Linked DNA regions of Mus musculus: region 1 is linked to region 2. A link is a contact called in public Hi-C data. All regions are on one chromosome and are shown on one strand. The core of a region is the stretch at or near the end of the contact, and the rest is flanking DNA. Distances in the headings are between cores, read along the strand shown.

Region 1 (4,023 bases), core at 1,465-3,964, 550 kb after region 2:
TGACCAAACTGGCCTTGAGCTCACAGGAGATCAGCCTGCCTTTGCCTCCTGAGTGCTAAGATTGAACGAGTGTTTTATTTAGTGTGTTGGTTTGCCCGTGACACGGCGTGTATGTGGAGGGGTCACAGGACAACTTTTAGGAGTTGTTCTTTCTGGGAGGCTGGGAGTCTGTCCATTCTCTCCTTCTACCCTGTGGCTTCTGGAGGTTGAGTTCAAGTCATGAGGCGTGGTAGCCAGACATGTACTTTATCAACACACACACACACACACACACACACACACACACACACACACCCTTTAATTTTGAGTCTTACATAGGCCTGAGACTAGCTAATTAGGCTAGGCTGGCTGGCTGGTGAGCCCCGGGTGTCTTCTTCCCCAGCCTGCCCAGTACTCCCAAATTCGTGTATCACCCCCCTCCCCCCAACACAGGGGGCGGGGGTTTATAAGTGTACATGACTGCCCCTGGCTTTTATGTAGATTGAAGTATTGAGTTCAGGCAAGCATTTTACTGGCTGAGCCGCCTGCTTCGCACCGAAGCACCTTTAAAAAAAGATTTATTAATTTTTGCTTTATGGTTGTTCTGCCTACACATTATGTTTGTGGATCATGTGCATGCCTGGTGCTTGTGGAGGTCAGAAGAGGGTGTCAGAGGCTCTGGAATTGGAATTGTGAGCTGCCCTGTGCGTTTTGGAAATTGAACCCAGGTTTCCAGCCCCTAAAATACTTTTTTTTTTGTTTTGTCTTTCCTCCCCCACCCCAGACAAGGTTTTTCTGTGTAGCTCTTGCAGTCCTGGAACTTTCTCTTATAGAACAGGCTGACCTTAAACTCAAGAGATTTGCCTGCCTCTGCCTTCCAAGTGCTGGGATTGAAGGTACACACCACCATTCCTGGTTTGAAATACTATTTTAGTTTTTGAGTCCTCAGAAATTCTTTAAGACTTATTTTATGTATATGAATGTTCTATATACATGTATGCCAAAAGAGGATGTCAGATCCCAGTATAGGTTGTGAGGCACTATGTGGTTGTTGGGAATTGAGCTCAGGATACCTAGAAGAGCAGACGTTAAGTACTCTTAACTGATGAGCCATCTCTCCAGCCTCAAAATACTATTTTTAATTGAATCAGTGACTGACAATCTATGGGTTTCAAGTTTGTATATTTGGCAGACAATGTTTTGAAAGTGATAAGGTAAACTCGCTCTTTGGAGGTGAAGTCTGATGGCCAATGATAACATTTGAACATGATATTGGTGAATTTGATTCATTACTAAATGTCTTCTCTGATGAATGATTGGTGCTGTGAATGAATGTAGATTTAAAAAGATATAATGAACCAGGCTGTGGGGGCAGGCAGATTTCTGTGAGTTCAAGGCCACCCTAGTCTACAGTCTACAGAGGGAATTCTAGGACAGCCAGGGCTACACAGAGAAACCCTGTCTTGGGGGAAAAAACAAACAAACAAAAAGACTTCTAATGAAATGTTATCTATTTGAAAGTAAACACATCTAATTGGAAAGGCCAGCTTTATCCAGTGCTGGCCCTCACTGACAGTTTATATGTGCACATGTTTTTGTAGTACAGTGAAGTCAGGCCGTGCTCTTCAGTGGTGCAGCCTGGACAGTCCTTGATAGGATTGAGGTCTGATTGTCACTTGCAGGAAACCAGAGGTACTTTGAAAAATGTGCCTCTTTGAGACAAAGATTAATTAGAGAAGACACAAACAGTCATGTGGAAGACAGGGTGGTATCAGGCCTGGCAGAGCATGGTTCAGGCAGTGTCATGGGGAGTGGTGGGTAGGAGGAGGCATAATGCCTGTGGAGGTAACCCCTACCTGCCCAGACCCTTACCTCATGCCCCTAACCAGCAGATGTTACAGCACTTTATGTGGTTCCTGATTAAGCTGTGAAGCTTTGTGAGCTGGGTGGAGGGAGTTTGACTTAGGGAATGAGTCATGAATCGTTTGCTCTGGTGATGGCTTGGTTGGTTATGGAATATGTCATAGCCTCTTCCATCCGGATCTAGTAATGATTCTAGGCAAGCTATTTAGCCACTTCCCTATCTGTAGAACAGAACTAATCACATGTGTGTGGTGGGGGTCACCATGTGTAACCACCCAGTGTATGTTAGTTCAGTGCCATTCTGCTCTGTCTCATCCACTCCCTCTGTTACTAACTAAGTTAGGAAAAGGGGAAGGCTTAACCAGTCTCTGCTGCCTTATCCTTGGATGGCCTACCTCCTCTCATTTTGGTACAATAAGGTTTTTCTTAGACCTTAAAATAACTTGCTCAAACAGAACACCAGCATTGATATTTTTTGTTTAATCTTTTTTTAAACGTTTGTGTGCCTGTGCATGCACACAGGTCTCAGTCTACAAACATTGTACAGAAAACATGGTTCTTTCCTTCTAGCTTGTGGGCCCCAGGATGGATCTCTGGTTGCCAGGAAAGAGGCAAGAGAGTGCCTCTGCCCTCTGAGGCCTCTCACTAATTCTTCTTTTTGGCCATGTGTCCTTGTGCTTCGGGCTAGTTAGCAAGCATGTTCTCCTGTCAGAACCCTGAGATAACAAAAAGGAAGCTGGTTAACGGTAAGCCGTAACCAGCATTTTAATGTTTTTAGAGGGAGCCACTGCCAGTCTTTGTGTATTCAGTTACATTGAGTTGGCACCACTCCACTGATGTTCATTTCCTGCTGTATGCTGTATTGCACAGCAAAGTCAGACCTGTTGTGGAGTACAGATCAAACCATGAACTGCTCTTCACTGACGGTTCTCCACGTGGACTTGCAGTCCATGTAGCACAAGGGCAAGAAGATAATGTTAGACTTCTGGAATAAGTTAAGTAAAGATAGGTATGTAAGCGCTCAATGTTGCTCAGTTAAAAAAATAATCTCTGAACTGATTGACAACACAGCTAGAACCACACTTGTCTGTTTAACACTTTGTCTGTCTACATGATGCTGTAGTCTGACACTGTAGAGGGTTCAAAAGGTGTGTGTGACCACAGATAGGACGGCAAATACTTGTTGCTCAGTATGAAGCAGAGGCAGGAGGATTGGTGCTCAGGGCCAACCACAACTATGGGTTCCAGGCCAGTCTGGGCAATGAGGCCCTGTCTCAAAACAAACATGACCTACATATTTTAAGTTTGATCATGTGGGGTTTTTTACATTTTATTTTTATTTTTAAACTGGCCTTTGTGGTGGAATTGTGCCACCTAGTGGCACAACTGCAGGCTGGCTGGCTGCAATACTGATGCAACATTGGATTCTTTAGACCAGTGATTGTCATGTTCGCGCACGAGTTAACCACTTAGTTAGTAAATGAGGCTGAATAGAGCCCTGACATTATAAGCTCAAAAAGAAATAACTTGTATTTATCGTCTTAGTGTGCGAAACTTAACCAAGATACATTATTTTTCCAGCCGTCAGTATGTAAATAATGGCTGCTGTGTGACTTAATGGCAACCTGTCGTATAGTGTGTATCTGGCTTTGCACCTATGCTTTAAGAAGAACGTAGGGTAGTTCTACAGTCATGTTAATATAGTCTAGGCTAACTTGGACTTAACAATGGAAGAGAAACGATCCAGTGGACAGAAGTGCTACCTAGGAAAAGAGCCTGGGGACAGGAGGATGAGTTCTGTTCCCAACATGCCCACATGGTAGATCATGACTGCCTCTTAACTCTAGCTCCAGGGGATTGACAGCGACTTTTTGTGGCTTGTGGGGACACTGCATACACATGCTAGCTATATATATATACACACACACACACACATACATATGTATATATACATGTAGGCAAACACTCACTCATATACAGAAAGTCAAAACCAATCTTCTAGCCTAGTCTGGGCTCATTACTTGAAGTGTTCTTACCAAATCACTGGGTTAGCTTTTATTACCTTGGTATAAATAAAATTCAGAATTGTTTCAAGATTGAAGTGCTATAGTCTTTTATTAAACATAATTTATTTGTGAAATATAAGTTGACACTGGGCCCAGATTGGCCTGGAACTTGCTT
Region 2 (3,951 bases), core at 429-2,928:
ACCGAGTCTTCGATTTCTTCCATATATAAGCAGTTAGACGCATAGTCCACAAAGAAGACGACTGGGGCAGCTATCCCTGCAATGGACACACGTGGTTAGGGAACGCATCTTCATGAAGGCCAGCTTCATGCACAGGCAGACAGCTTTGGAACAGGGTTTAGACTACTGTGGAAAATGATACAATTTATCCAGAGCTTGCCCTGTTAAAGCCCTGCAGGACTACGGCCTGAGACCAGGCCAGGGTAAGTCTGGAAGTATCAAGGCTTGCTCCTCCTTTCTCAAGCCACCTGAGGACTGGAATTCATTGCTGCTCCCTAAAAACAAACAAAACAAGAAGCCAGAAGGAAAGCATCCTGCAGTCTGGGCAGTTTCTACCTGACAGTCACCAGGCAAGTGGCTAAGCAGGGTGTCACCTTACAGGCTCATCTGTGCTCTGGAACAGGCAGGTTCAGATCCCTTATTAGGCGTGAAACCTCAAGGTTCCCTTAGCTACTCTATGCCTCAGTCTCCACAACTGTAAAGTGGTAACAAAACCTCCAGTTAACACCAGGAGTCTCTCCTGAATGTCAACCAAGTTCAGAACAGTTTCCTAGAAACTGGGGTACCAAGGTAGCCCCCACCCATGTCTGATAAAACTTACAAAAGGTAAAGGAGAATATATGAACACTTCTTTATAACTCCATTGCCCCTCTAGGGCAGAAAAGCACAGGCCTGTTCACTTCTGCATTTCCCCTGGCTCCTGGCACCTATCAATGTCCTGGCAGTGGGCACCTAAAAACCATTAAAGAGAAAAATAGCAAAGGCTCGGTGGTTCTGGGCCACAGACAGGCTGCCTGGTAGCTGTGGAACCTCAGGCACTTCCCCTCTTTGAGTCTCATTTTCTCTGGAGTAATGTTGTTGTTGTTGTTGTTGTTTTGTGGGGGTGTGGATGTTTTTTAAAGAAAAGAATAACAATTTAATGAAATCAAACATTTACTGAACTATGTCAGCATAAGAACATGTGATGCATATGCCTTCTTTAATGACCACAATATCCCTGAGATTCCGGTGACATACAAGGTAACTGGGCTAGACGACTCGCTGAATGGCTACGAGGGAGACAATGCAGGGAGAATGTGAATCCACAGAGCCCGGCTCCTGCCACCCGCCTGTCAGGACACCTACTGCTTAAGACCACCAAATGGAGAGGGAAGGACGGTAAGCAGAAACAGAGAAATGAGAAACGGAGGGACCCGAGCGCTAAACAAGCCCCGCGAACCAAACAGAATGGCGTCCTGACTGTCGCCTTGAGTCCTTAAGCATTGCCATCTGATCCTGTCCCCTAGAAATCGGAGCCCCGTCTCTCACGTCCCACTGGTCTCCCGCAGCCCTGTCTGTCCCGTCTCCCGGAGCCCCGTCCGGCCCCCCTCACCCGCACGGCGGCAGCGGAGCAGCGCGCGCGCCTCCTGCACTGTCCGCCGCCGGCCGAGCCGCGCCTCCAGCTCCGGGTGCCGGTAGCTCTTCGGGAAGCGGTGCTTCACCACGGCCGCGCGGCCCTGGAAGCGGCCACGGAAGACGCGCGCCTCGGCGCCCTGCTGCACCAGCTCTAGGCCGCTCAGGAAGAGGCGGCTCCGCTCGCGCGCAGCGGCCAGCGCCTCGGCCTCCGCCTCCGAGGACGTGCCAGCCATGCCTCCGACTCCTTCCGACCCTGACCGCGCCGCTTCCGCTCGCTTCGGAAATCCTCCGGCCTCTTCCGCCATTAACACCGCCCCACACAACACACTTCACCCTGCTAGTTTGGTTCCGCCTCGCGACCTTTCCGCGCTCAGCGGAGCCTCTAGGACCTGTAGACTTGGCCCTTCCCTGTCTGTCTTCGTGAGCGCTCAGCAACTTTAGGCCAACAGCTTCTCACTCTTCATCACGGTGATGCTCCGGCTTTGGGACCTTTTTTTTTTTTTTTTTTTTTTTGAGACAGAGTCTCACGGTGTAGCTCAGATTAGCTTTGAACTCGTGTCCCACTTCAGTCTATGGAAACATGCTCTAAGCCGGGAAGGAGGCAGGGACTAGGCGAAGCTTTCTATCCGGAGACGCCACCTGATGCCTGGCACCAGCCTGTCAGCAGCCAGCACCATCCCTCTCAGATCCGGTATCTTCAACTACAGAATGAGGCTGCCTGGTTCTGCTAGGGTGAGGGCTTATCAGAATTAAGAGGCTGATTACGCGGTGCCGGTGGACAGGGCTCTCTTCACATGGCCTTTGACCCCCTTGTCCCTGCCCCACGCTCCTTGGGGCTCTGTTGAAAATACAGAAGAGAAGCCCTTGAGTCCCGGGTTGCTATGGCACCAGCATCTTGGCTCTGTGGTCCCTGGGTTTCGTTCATATTCATGGCAGGTCCCTTTTCATAATCAGACCCTTTGTGTGGGCAAAATGTGTTTTCCAGCAAAGCGCACCCAGAACCCGGTTCGTTTATATCCCCCAGTGCTCAAGTCTGTAGCTTCATTATCATAATTGTTTGTGTCCACCCAGCCGTCTCTATGGTAACCAAACCCATCTGAACCCTTGCCTTAGAAATCTAACTGTGCAAAGGTGCTGACCAAAGCCAGGCTTGCTAAGTCAGGCTGAGTTTAGCTCTTTAAAGCGGCTTCAAACCTTTCAGTGTCTCCCTACTGTGCTAAGAAGAAAGACCTAAACCTTAACTGGGCCCATGGACTCCTGCATCCCTTATAAACCCTCCCCTCTCCAGAATCCCCACCCATCCTCCATGATGCTCCCTCGGCACAGAGCCTTTGCACCTGCTATTTCCTCTGCAGGGAAATGTTTGTCCAGCTCCATATCACCTAGAGCTGCAGGTTATTCTCCACTGCAGGGTCACTTCCCCAGACAAGCCCTTCCTAGCCTCTATGAGGAGAGTGAGTTCAACTGTTATCAGCCCTGGTTTTCTACTTTCCAGACCTGTTTCAGATTCCCTTTGGTTTTGGCCGTTCAACTGCTTGATTGATGACCCACCCACCCCCCAACACACTTTACCCTGCTAGAGTGGTTCCCATCACACAGAGCCCCCCACCCTCCTGCTGTGTAGCTACTCACAAGGCAGGGATTGTATTGCTTCCATCTCTCCCTCAGCACCAAAGAGGTGGGTACTGGCCTAGAGTGTCTTAGGGATGGTGCATATGTGTGATCCCAACACTCAGAGGCTGTGCAGTGCTCAGATGCTCAGACAGGAGACTGCAAGCCTGATACTAAGTGAGACTGGGGGGTTGAGGGTAGGGACGTTTAGATTCAAATTTTGACCTTTTAAAAATATTTCATGAGTGTGTGTGTGTGTGAGACTTTTTTTAAACAACCAAATGGGGAAGTGGAATTGACAGTTTCTTGTCTACCTGAGTGCTGAAAAGGTCGTTAGAGATGTGGGTGGAAACCTTAAAGCACTGAATGAGTAAATGAGTTGACTGGAGAGATGAGAGACAGGCTGGTCCACAACTGGCCCCTGTAACTTGGCGGGAGAGCAGGAAGCTGGTGACTAAGGGTGGGTGGCAGGGACCCTCTTTATTTTGCTATTTCCAGGGGCAGGTAGTATAAAGTGCAAGTTTGACTGTAAAGTCATATATTCCAGGCTCCATCCCAAGAAATATCAGAAGGGAATTTGGTAGGGATTCCCGGCTACCGGTGAGAAGTGGGCTGGCCAGCTATGTTCCTCGAGAAACAGCAAGTGTTCTGCTGAGAACAAGAGCCAATGCAGAGAGCCAGTGTCTTCTATAATGGGGAGGGGTCCTAAGAATATGGAAATTTTATCCAGGAAGAGGGATGTCGATGGGCTAAAAGCCTGTAACAGAGTGACTGCCTCCAAGACAAGGGCTGTCACTAGCAATTGAGAGAGCTCACCTCACAGATAACGCTGTACATGTGGAGTTCCCAACTTGTGTGTTTCAGCCTTTCTAGAATTCTAACACTGCTGTGGTGGTTTGAATGAAA

What was found. A called contact is a pair of places that touch in the nucleus more often than the background predicts.
Region 1: a Hi-C map of the G1E-ER4 cell line shows a contact between it and region 2, with 2.3 times the contacts expected there. The contact joins the enhancer-like site here to the promoter of Trp53rka in region 2. A contact is called at or near these places in 2 of 39 promoter capture datasets (both in the 3T3-L1 cell line), 1 of 484 Hi-C or Micro-C datasets (the G1E-ER4 cell line) and 2 of 115 datasets of contacts at active chromatin or transcription factors (embryonic limb bud and pancreatic cancer cells).

Annotation. Positions count from the first base shown.
Region 1 is chr2:166,043,192-166,047,214 of GRCm38.p6, forward strand. The region is part of intron 2 of Ncoa3 (nuclear receptor coactivator 3); the gene reads left to right. Among named protein-coding and RNA genes, the nearest start is that of Ncoa3, 53 kb to the left of the region's middle. Within about 2 kb of position 2,715, at least 140 of the 459 cell types and tissues checked have an H3K27ac peak or open chromatin away from gene starts, as enhancers often do. A contact at or near this core is called in the G1E-ER4 cell line and pancreatic cancer cells, where this site is marked.
Region 2 is chr2:165,491,636-165,495,586 of GRCm38.p6, forward strand. It overlaps Trp53rka (transformation related protein 53 regulating kinase A), which reads right to left and starts at 1,679. Exons shown (of 2, transcript NM_001007581.1): 1 at 1,412-1,679; 2 at 1-76. The coding sequence starts at 1,667.